Linked DNA regions of Mus musculus: regions 1 and 2 are each linked to region 3. A link is a contact called in public HiChIP or PLAC-seq data. All regions are on one chromosome and are shown on one strand. The core of a region is the stretch at or near the end of the contact, and the rest is flanking DNA. Distances in the headings are between cores, read along the strand shown. Region 1 overlaps Slc35d1 (solute carrier family 35 (UDP-glucuronic acid/UDP-N-acetylgalactosamine dual transporter), member D1). Region 2 overlaps Oma1 (OMA1 zinc metallopeptidase). Region 3 overlaps Pde4b (phosphodiesterase 4B, cAMP specific).

Region 1 (3,735 bases), core at 309-2,808, 680 kb after region 3:
CTGATATGCATAGTGTGCACAGGGGACAGGAGGGGACAGAGGACCCAACCCTCACTGCTCACAACCACAAATTAGGAAACAAACAAGGACACAGTAAAGTATGTTAAGCAATCTCTTCCCCACAGAAATGACCGGGAAGTACCAAAAAGCATCATATTAACTCAAAGCTAAGACTGCAACTCCCAATTTGTATGTAGCTAAGGGTCTAGGCTTTGCTTTTCAAAATGAGATTTGGTATACCCAGGGCGGGGCTAAGAATTGCTATTGTAACTAGCTCTTCTAAGGGACTTTCCTAGCATACTGAGGGAAACACGGAATCCAATCTAAGGTTTTGTGAGGCTGAGATCCTTACGTGGAAGCTTAAGACAACTTAGGAAAATGACGGCTGATCTCTGAAAGCTGTGATCAACACTATTTCATCAGAAGGTCCGCTGTGGCTCCCAAGACTGTGGCCAGCCATGGTAGGAAAATTCTCATACTTTACTTGTAAGACCACACAGCAGACAGTAGCAAAAACAACAGTGAACTAACCAATCATTTACTCCTCCCTTGAGCTTAAAATGAAACCGACAGAAGGTAGGTGTGATGGGAAGCACAGATGGCCATGTGATCACGGGGCATGGGTACCCTTGGCTGACCATGGCAAAGTGGTCCAAAAATCGAAGCAAACAGACTGAGTAGTTTCAATGAATTGTGGTCTCTTCCTGCCTGTTCTTCTCCTGGGCTGAAGATATGGTACTGAGTCTTGACCGCCTGTGTTCTTGCTATCATCCACTCTGCTCTGGAATGTGTATTTACAAAGCAGAACCCAGCTGAGAAGTAGTTTAGGGTTGGCTGCTCCAGGCCCTTCAGTACAGACTGTCTCTATACACGCTTTCTGAGAGATTTCATGCAATTGACTTGTTACATTTGTTGTTCCATTCATGTCCAACTCTGACTCCATGATGGGGAGCTACAGATTGTCAGGAGTTTTAACCCAGTGCAGTTTCCCCTCAGTTCGATGAGTCCTACGCCACTGAACAGAGAACAATTTGAACATAGCTCCAACCTTCCCTCTGTATTCCCTTCCCCTCCCTCACTCTGACAAGGGCATCAGAGTGGCAAATGCCCTGTTCTTTCAAAATGATCACAGACCTGCCTCTCCCGGTCTGGCCTCTTTCAGAAAGCTGGCTCACTTTGCTAACTGCTGAGGAATGGGAATATCTGAGGTATTCTTAAAAATGAAAAGCTAGAACGACTAAGTCTGGCCAATGAGGTCCCGGGTTTTGATTAGCTTTAGCAATACCAAGTTAACTGGGCTTTTCTGTCTGAGACAAATGATTCGCCCTTAGTAAAATGCATCAAGAGGAAAACACGCCTGGGGATGTCAGGCACAGCTTTTAGGAGCCTCAGACATAAATCCACAGGCATGTGAGGGCAACTCAGACACAAGAAACCCACCTTGATTGGTTCCTGGCAAGCCCCACCTCCCAAAGAAACTTAGGGCTTGGAGTGAAGAGATGTGTTTATCACTCTGTCACAGAAACAGCCTCCTCCCCCTTTCTTCCTCTACAGTAACTAATGTGTCTAACTTTCCCCACATTCCCCAGAGCTAAGTCACCTTCAAGTAGAGCTATGCCCTTGCTAAGTTCTTACAAACTGATTTAGAAATTACCACCACATGTCAAGCTACTACGCCAGCAAGTAGGAATAAGGCTGAGACTTAGGCTACTGACAGACTCTTTTAAAAATGTAATTACTTTATTAATATTGCTGTGCATAGATAGGGAGGGGCACATGACAATTCCTCCCACTTTCACAGGCATTCTAAGAATCAAACTCAGGCCGTCAGGCTTACAGAGCAAGTGTTTTTTACCTGCTGGGCCAGCTTGTCTCCATAGCCAAATATTAATTAAGGGTTTTTTCTTAACAGTTTTTACTTACTTATTTTGGGTGGCACTCATCTCATGGTATGTAAACGAGGTCAGAGTCAATTCTCACCTTCTAATCTGTGAGCTCTCAAGAACTCACACCATCAGACTGGGCAGGCAGCATGCTTACCAGCTAAGCTGTCTCACTGGCCCCAGATTTTTAATTTAGAGGAACAATTTTTAAATAAAGCAAATTCCAAAAAGAAACAGTATTGCTATTTCATCTCACCTTAATGCAGCCAACTATCGTTGTGGTAAGAGCAGAGTTATATTGAGTACAGAGTACTGTAGCATACATCAAGATGAACCTAGGACAGAGAAGGAAAGGCTCTGTTATGGGTGAGAGCTTGCTGTCCCACAGTCCCTCACTAAGAGACATAACCAGTGAAGGCCAGGCAGGCTCTGAGCAACTGAGAGCTTTTCGTGCCTCTCAACAGCTTCAGATTTCTGAAACCGCACTCAAGAGAAACATGCATCTCTTTTCTGACTAGGGGTTCTCTCTGCTACCAAAACCATGAACAGCTCATTCACAACGATGAGGGCTCTTTAAAGAACATCCTTCTTGCTAACTCATGCAAGGCAGACAGAATGCTCAGGGCTCCTAGGCCCCTGTCATCTGGGCACTTGCCATTGGGATAAAGTGACCATGACCAGTATGAAGGCAAGAGAGCTTCTTAATAATGGAAGAAAACAAAATGAGAATTTAAGAGGAGATGGCTGGTCTGCTCAACAGCTATTCGACACTATTTCTAGTGCCCAGATCATGGAGGCTTCTGAAGCCCTGTCTCCTGTGTGCATGTCTAGACATGAGCTGCAACCAAAGAGACCAACTCAAGAAAACACAGCTGGGAACTACAAAGACCTTCTCTCCTTTCACACAGAAGTCAAGCAGCCCCAAATTGAGATACCACCACTACCAGCCAGTAAGCAAGCAAACTAGGATAATTAAACTCAGAGCCTGCTTTCTTGTATATGAGGGTCAATGACATATGTCAATGTTGAGGAAAATTAAATGACATAAATGGAAATATAGTGGCTGTTACCACAGGGCGGGATGATAGATAAATATCCATTTCATTTCTCCATCCATCTGGGTGTGGCTTGGCATCAGTTTAGTATATTCCCAGGGGGATATAAAGCCACCAGGATCTTGAAGGTAAGGCACTCAGGAAACTGAACAAGACACTCAGAAACAAGAAAGGAGAACTCTACGACAAATTTCTGATACCTACTTCTCTAGGAAATTATCTGATAAGAATGTATTAAAGGCTTACCCCATCACACAGGAGAGGGTGAACTGCAGCAGGAACAGGGTGTCAGCCCAGCCCTCAAACTCCATTGCCTGTAACACACAAGAAAGCACTGGGTTCAGAGCAGGCCCTCCAAACAGCTCTCATTCATTCCCTGAAGTCCCTGTGTGCAGTTGTCACCTCCCTGCTACATCACTCCAAGGACTGAGAGTGATACTCAAGAGTTTCAAATGTTAGGGGACAGAGAGAATACTTTAAGGGTGTGGCCACTGACGGATGGTCCCACACCTATGAGTATATGGGCAAGATAAACTGGACTGGGTCAATTATTTCTAAAAAGGGCAGGGGATATGAGCTTGGTTAGAGAGGAGGACTGGAAATATGGTCTAATGACAAAGAACAGTTGTTGGTCTTTTAGAAGACCTGAGTTTGATTGCCTTCAGGGAATCTGGCACTCTCTTCCAGCCACTATGAGTATTTCCCACACATGGTATACACACACACACACACACACACACACACACACACACACACACACACGAATAAAGCTAAATAAATTTGTAAAGAAAGAAATT
Region 2 (3,494 bases), core at 819-3,318, 840 kb after region 3:
CAGGAGTGTCCATGGAAAGATGGGACGGAAAAGGTAGGCAGAGACTTTGTTAGTGGTCTTAAAGACTAAGCCTTGACTGAGCTCACAGATGGAGACGCAGGGTGTCACAGAGATCTTGGAACTCTGATTTCTTACATGCGACCACAGACCACAGGCAGGCAGGTTACTTACCCTCTCTGTGTCCTGTCTGAAAAGAGGATGATGATGCTCCTGCTTGCAGTGTTCCCTTTGGTGTCGTGGGCTTGATTCCTGTTTGCGATGGGTACCCCGTACCCTGCATCTTTTGGATGTTTACTGATCAGATGCTTGTGTGTATGTGTGGATTCAGGTGTCTCATGCTGTGAGACAAGAAACTCTCTAGCGTTGAGCTAACTCCCCAACCCTGGCCTGCAGTTCCCATCAGAGTGCCAAATTATGCTAAGATTTGTCTATAGTTATGATTTGTAGCTTAGCTTCCTTTGTTACCCACCTGTGAGAGAGCAAATGTGCTGACCCAGGGACAGACACCCACACCTTACATAGTCGGCCTGACTGCTCTAAGTTGTCATTACAATTCTGCATGGAACTTGTGAGTGTGGTTAAGGGGACCTTTCTGTGAGGTAGATCTGTTGCTCACAGATCTGAGGCCAAGGAGCAAACAGAATATAGAAAATTCCATAAGTAACATGTAAGCATTTCTTCAAACAGGCTCTGTCTCCTTAAGATACTTTGTGCCTCGGCTCTGCTGTTGCTGTGAAGATGTCAGTTTTATATGCTTACGTTTTTATTTGGGAGAGCTGTGAGTTATCATTATGAAAATGATCAGAATGCTTAATTTAGAATTAGTGATTAACTTGTAAGTCTACTGTGGACTGAGCATAGAATAAACAGTTCAAATCAGCTGGGCAAAGGATATTTGACTGTTTGATTTTTTTGATATGTATATTCATTTGTCATTGTGAGGAAATTTTGACACTTGGCAGTCATTTGTAGAAATGACTGTATTTTTTAATTTCACAAGCAACCAAACCATCTATATTCATTTCTGAGTATCCGTACTGAAATCTAAAAAGAGAAAGCTAATTTTCTTTTAATGCTTCTAAATTGGGGGCAGGCTCCTTGGAGGGCATTATGTGTGATTGCTTTTGATTATTACGGAGACTGGGGAGGCGTGGATGTGTTATTTGTTTAGTGGGTGGGAGGTAAGGATGATAAATACACAAGAGTGGTTTGAGAGCCCTCCCTGGGAGAGATTGTCCAGCCCCAGAATTGCTAAGGATCCTTCTGGAAGCATTACTGTTTTCTGCTAGTGACCTGAGATAACTGTGCTCATAGCACCATCTAGTGAGTAAAGTGGGTAATAGCAGAATCCCCTTTATCACAGAAATAAGAACCCAAAAGTTTAAGACTCCTGTATGCTCACAGTCAGCTATTGGATGGATCACAGGGCCCCCAATGGAAGAGCTAGAGAAAATACCCAAGGAGCTAAAGGGATCTGCAACCCTATAGGTAGAACAACAATATGAACTAACCAGTACCCCAGAGCTCGTGTTTCTAGCTGCATATGTAGCAGAAGATGGCCTAGTCGGCTATCATTGGGAAGAGAGGCCCCTTGGTCTTACAAACTTTATATGCCTAAGTACAGGGGAACGCCAGGGCCAAAAAGTGGGAGTGGGTGGGTAGGGGAGTGGGGGGGAGGGCATGGGGGACTTTTGGTATAACATTGGAAATGAAAATGAGGAAAATACCTAATAAAATATTTTTAAAAAAGGAAAAAAAATCCAATTGAGTTCCTCTACTCACATTCACAGATGAGGAAGGTGACAAAAAACCAAAAACAAAACAAACAAACAAACAAACAAACAAAAACAGTAGGTTATAGAACCATAAGTGTTGGGCCCAGGGAGGAAAACTGGAGCTAACTTAACTCAACTTCTCCTTTTACAGGCAGGGAAACTAGAGTCCAAAGTGGTGATGTGATTTACCTAATAGCATACTTCGTTAGTAGCAAGACTCCTGACCCTTGTCTTCCAGGTTAGTGCTGAGTCTTCATCACAGCGAACGCCTTTTTGTTGTACTTGGATGAGTGCCTAGGTTCTTAGATTACTCATTTAAGAATGAATCAACAGCAAACAAAGAAAAGTCTTGTTCCAGAGACATGTTATATAGTAACTTCCACAACACACACGCTGTGCCCAAGTTTTGTTTTGAATCTATTCTCCCCAGAAAATGAGGATTAACTTGATTATTCGTTGTTGGATTTGCATTGAGCACTGAGTCTTATGACTCAATAAGACTACAAGAGACAGAAAAGAAGTGTGTGTAAAATTCATCCAGAACTTTACCATCGGTACTGACCGGTGAACCGGCACAGTGGCAGGCAGACGATACAGAAGATGTAGGCAAGGACTTGCAGTTACCGAACCATGAAATAACAACCCATTTCTCCTCTGTGCTGGCACACACTAGGTGTTACTGATAAGTAACAATTTCTATTGACAAATCCTGAGAATGACTCAGCTACAAGTAAGTTTTTATATCACGTTTGATCAGAGAAGAGCAGTTTTAAATTATTGACTGGAAAAACTTGTAAAGGACAAGTGACTTACAGAAGAAGAGTGACTGTAGACAGGAGATACACTGGGACAGGCTGAGGCTGTGTGTGCAGATGAAGGGAGCTTGCTTCCGGGAGATGCTGAGGACAGTGCAGGCATGCCTTCAGGACGGGGACACCTGAGCCCATGCACGGAGAAGGACTGCTCAGGTGACGCTGGCCATGCTGTTTACAGTTAGTCTCAGTAATGTTTATGTGTGGGTCCTGTCCTAAGTGGGTTACATGTAGTAATTCTTGTACTTTTCATTTCAGCCTTGAGGGACAGGCACTGTTACATTCTTGGTTTTACAAATGAAACTCGACAAAAGAGAAGTTAAATGACATGGGCATCTCTCACTGATGGTGGGTTTCTCCCTGCTCCGAGAGGAGGTGCATTCCTGTGGGATGCGGACCTTCTTTCTTCCAAGCTGCTGGAAGCATCACCTCTAAAAGATGCCTGTTCTTATACATGTTTTGTTCCCTTTAAATATCATACCATTCTTAGCGTATTTTCCCAGCTCTTGGCCATTCTGTAACAGTCCTTTGTAGTACTGTCAGGTTATTGACCTGCCTCTGACACGTCTGTGTGGGATACAGAGAGGATGCTAGAACATCTGGTTCAGATGCACAATGCTACTGGCCTTCAAAAAAGACTCCATGCTAATCTCAGGCTTTTCCTTTTGAAGGGGTGATGGCTAAGAGTTCAGAGCCCCTTTCAGTTTGTACTTGGTAGTGACCATTTTGGTCATAGGTGAGATAGATGTAGTCTCAGCTTGGTCTTTCTCTGGTGTGTTGGTGTTGGGAAATGTACAGGTTTTAAGGATGGTTATTATAGTACTGTATGCCTTATGGATATCATACCCTGTTGAGTTTATAATCAAATAAAAGAGATTCATTATCAATTAATGTCTTTTACTGCATA
Region 3 (3,619 bases), core at 315-2,814:
TGAAAACTGATCCGTGGCAGATGACTGGAGAGGGAGGCCAGCACAAGCTGAACCTTTACTTCGTTTCTGCATTAAGCAAGAACAGTCAGGCAGGATTACAACACACGGGCAAACAGAAATAAGATCAACCATCTTATCAAAGACCCTGGCCACTCAGGACAAAGGAGGTCCCGAAGGAAATTACAAAAAAGAAAAGGGGAAAAATAAAAATAGCAGACATTTTCTTCAGTGTTCGGTATGATGTGTGTAACCTGGAATTCTGGGACAATCGGCTCAGTTACACCCATATATAAAGAGCCTTTATATACAAATAGAAGTCATAAAATAGAACTATACCAGAAAAGCTGGGAAATTCTCAAGATAGTGCCCCAAATGGTTTGAAAGAGCCTGTTTTGTCTAAAATAGCCATCCTATAAACATTTACCCCAGAACATGGACGCTGAACTGCCTGCAATGATTTGCAATGATTTCATATATGTCTAAATTTAAGGATGGCTAACTGCAAAATCATTAGTAAGGCAGCTAAAGTGAGAATGGTAAAAACTGTTCCCTTGAGCAAACACAGCTAAAAATAAGGTCTTGCTTATTAGTGGCCACGTTCCCTTGTTCAGAATTAATTTCTTCATTTAGCAGGAAAAGTTTTTTTTCCTCATATTAATCAGGACCTGGGGGACCAGCAGCATCTAGTCCCTTAGCATTTGCAGAAAGAGCCAAGTCCGTTCCTCACAGACTCCACATCGTGTTTTCGCGCTGCTGAGAGACACTGTCCACCCCCTCCCCCTGAAAGCTGGAATCATGCATGTTAGTAAGTATTTCAGTTATGCCATTGACGTCAATGGAGTCATTAAATAGATTGCTGGCCCTCCCAGAGGCAAATCACTGCCAGGGACCTAGATACAGACACTTTTTTTTTTTTTTTTCAAAGACAGCCATCAGGTTTTGCTATGAGAGAGAACGAAAAGTTTACACTGTAGCCGACTGTCTCCAAACAGTTTCTTTTTGCCCTTTGCATTTTGTTCCGGCCTTTCTTTCTCTTTGGTTACAGTAGACTCCAAAAGACACCCAGATATTATTGCCTAAATGTTTTGTGCACAAATGGATCTCCTGTAATTGAGACCATAGAGGAAGATACTGAACTTTGAAAAAAAGGAGTCTCTAGTTTGCTCTGTTCAGCCCATCTTGATGTTAATTCAGGGGCATACATTGTTCTAGCCAAATCACTGTTGTCTGCTACTGAAGTTGTTTGACGTTTGGATCCTTAAACAAACAGCGTCCTTCAAAGAGGCACACAGATTGCCTTTTCTGCTGCCTCTGCACGGCTCAAAGCTGTAGCCCTCATCTCTGAATCAATCTTTCTGCAGCTGTTTCGGGCTGTGGCACTGAGCCTCTGTAGCGAAGGGTGGAGGAGGAAGCCAGGAAGACAAACTGGTTCTCAGGGCTGTCTCATCTGCAGCAGTGTACCCACAGGAGGCTATCCACGTGCCTGTGTCCTCCCAAACCCCAGCTGCTGCCCGCCTCAAGCCCGATCACGTAGCAGCTTCCAGGCCTGTCGGAGAAAAGCCCTTCGGGACACAGCTGCCTCTTCCTGGGAATGCCTGCAGGCTCTGTTTACCTGAGCTGCAGCTGGAATGTCTGCCAAGGACTCGCTCCACACCTGGACTTTTCTACCACTGAGGCTCAGAGCCAGAAAGCTACCTTCATCATCTCTTCAGATCTGGCTCCCTTCATCTACCATGCAGGCTATAAAACTTACTTCTTACTACAGTCCTTGCCCCTCCAGTCCATGGATGGTTCCCTTCCTTTATTTATCACTGGGGTGTATAGAAATGCTAGACACTTGAAACTTTTGGTAACCCTTCTTGAGTTACGTGGAGACCCAGGTTCCATGTCCTCCCTGCTCTGTTCCCTTGTTCTGCAGTTCCTGGCTTGGGAGAACCAAAACTGCACCGTCTTCATCCATTTCTCTCTCATTGCCAGGACAGCCAGCTCCTTTAACCACTTCTTTCTAGTCTTTTCTTCTCTCCCGGCATAAAGGACTTTGTTTTCCTGTACCCAAAACATTATGGTCATCTTCCAACGTGGTTTGTTGTCCACAGTGTTTGCACGTTCTGACCCAACCTTCTTTCTGATCTAGCATGCTTCTTCTAAGCCCCATTATTGATTGTTTTGTTATTGTCTTGTTTTGATTTTGGGTGGTGTGTGTGAGTGTGCATGTGTGGGAGTGTATGTGCATTCGTGCGTGCATGCATGCATGCGTGCGTGCATGCATGTGTGCGTGAGTGCATGTGTCCTTGTCTCCCTTATTGCCTTACCCCTACATTGCTCAATTCATGGTTGTGTGAGATAAATATGCCAGCCTCCTGCCTCCTATCTTTCCACACTGACTCTTTTCCCAGGGCTGTATATGTTTTTTTTGCTTCTTCAATTCTTGAGTGACGATTAAAATAAACATGTATTTTCAATAAAAGGCCTGGTATATAGTATATATTTAGAAAATACCACATGATTTATCCATTTCCATCTGGAATGTACATTTTTATCATTTGAGACTACTTATCTGACATCTTCAGATTATGTCCCTATAATGTCCTATTCAATTATTATCTCAGAAACTTTTAATCAGTGTCTCAAAATCTCAAAAATAGTACTTGAAATATCTTGTTTTCTTCCCTAACCGAAGCATGAGTATCTCAAATGCATAGACAAATCCTCTAGTTTTGGGCTTCCAACTAAGAATGTAAAACCTAACTGATGCCCAGTAAACACTAATGGAATGAGCAAATAGCAGTGAATGATTGCCCAAGCTTGAGTCCGAAACATCGGAGGAGCTCGGCTGCTTCCTTTGCTTTGTTCAGGCTTGCCTACATCTCTGCTGACTCTCAGAACATGCGCACAGTGCTGAAATCCCTGGCTAACCTTGATGGCATGTGACGCTCAAAGCACGTGAAGTGAAGCCTGTGCTATCATTTCAGCATGAAGTAACAAAGTTATAAGAAATAGAAAGAAGCAAAATGACTAAATACATGCAGCTTATCATAATAAACGATAACATTCTCTCAGTACCCACCACAGGGCTACAGAATGGGTACTTAATAACTTACCAAGATGGACTGAGTTCGGAATCTGGATCAGTCTCTCCAGTAAATTATTCTCCAAAACTTTGGTTTCTTATCTGGAGAAATATTATTGTTATTGTAGAGTAAATTCTCAGAGTAAATAAGAAAGGCCATGTTGGTTATGACTGAGCTAGACTACCCGTTCCAAATTCTAGCTCTGACTACCTTGTGACCTTGGGACAAATTACTTAATCTCTCCTAGTCTCAGTTGCTTCACTTGCTAATTAGTATGCAAAGAGTGCACATGCCCTATAAGCTACTTATATGGATTAAGTGACTTGACACAGGCAAAACAATGAGAAAACTGCAATTGGCTTTCTAGAGCATGCATCACATGACCTCAGCGTGCCTCGTGTGGCCTAGTGCGTTGCAGATGGTCAGAATGGGAGAGCTAAGAATCCAGGACTTCTGGTATCAGCAGGGAACCAGAACAGAAAGCACCATGGAACTTTCAGGTTGACTTCTCCTCCATGGTAATATGATATACCCCTTCCCCGTGCCCC

What was found. HiChIP or PLAC-seq counts read pairs in DNA pulled down with a chosen protein or histone mark.
Region 1: a contact with region 3 is called in an H3K27ac HiChIP or PLAC-seq map of the NIH/3T3 cell line, with 4 times the contacts expected there. The contact joins two enhancer-like sites. A contact is called at or near these places in 3 of 115 datasets of contacts at active chromatin or transcription factors (the 230-238 cell line, the NIH/3T3 cell line and thymic regulatory T cells).
Region 2: a contact with region 3 is called in a CTCF HiChIP or PLAC-seq map of the NIH/3T3 cell line, with 5 read pairs. The contact joins two enhancer-like sites.

The regions. Positions count from the first base shown.
Region 1 is chr4:103,187,648-103,191,382 of GRCm38.p6, forward strand. Slc35d1 (solute carrier family 35 (UDP-glucuronic acid/UDP-N-acetylgalactosamine dual transporter), member D1) reads right to left here. Exons shown (of 12, transcript NM_001356276.1): 9 at 3,185-3,252; 10 at 2,140-2,218. Among named protein-coding and RNA genes, the nearest start is that of Gm46864, 25 kb to the right of the region's middle. Within about 2 kb of position 1,559, at least 25 of the 459 cell types and tissues checked have an H3K27ac peak or open chromatin away from gene starts, as enhancers often do. A contact at or near this core is called in the NIH/3T3 cell line, where this site is marked.
Region 2 is chr4:103,344,998-103,348,491 of GRCm38.p6, forward strand. All of the region lies in intron 7 of Oma1 (OMA1 zinc metallopeptidase), which reads left to right. Among named protein-coding and RNA genes, the nearest start is that of Oma1, 33 kb to the left of the region's middle. Within about 2 kb of position 2,069, at least 52 of the 459 cell types and tissues checked have an H3K27ac peak or open chromatin away from gene starts, as enhancers often do. A contact at or near this core is called in the NIH/3T3 cell line, where this site is marked.
Region 3 is chr4:102,510,262-102,513,880 of GRCm38.p6, forward strand. The region is part of intron 5 of Pde4b (phosphodiesterase 4B, cAMP specific); the gene reads left to right. It overlaps Gm52668 (a long non-coding RNA gene), which reads right to left. Exons shown (of 3, transcript XR_003955083.1): 2 at 3,102-3,172; 3 at 1-66. Among named protein-coding and RNA genes, the nearest start is that of Gm52668, 3.4 kb to the right of the region's middle. Within about 2 kb of position 1,565, at least 242 of the 459 cell types and tissues checked have an H3K27ac peak or open chromatin away from gene starts, as enhancers often do. A contact at or near this core is called in the NIH/3T3 cell line, where this site is marked.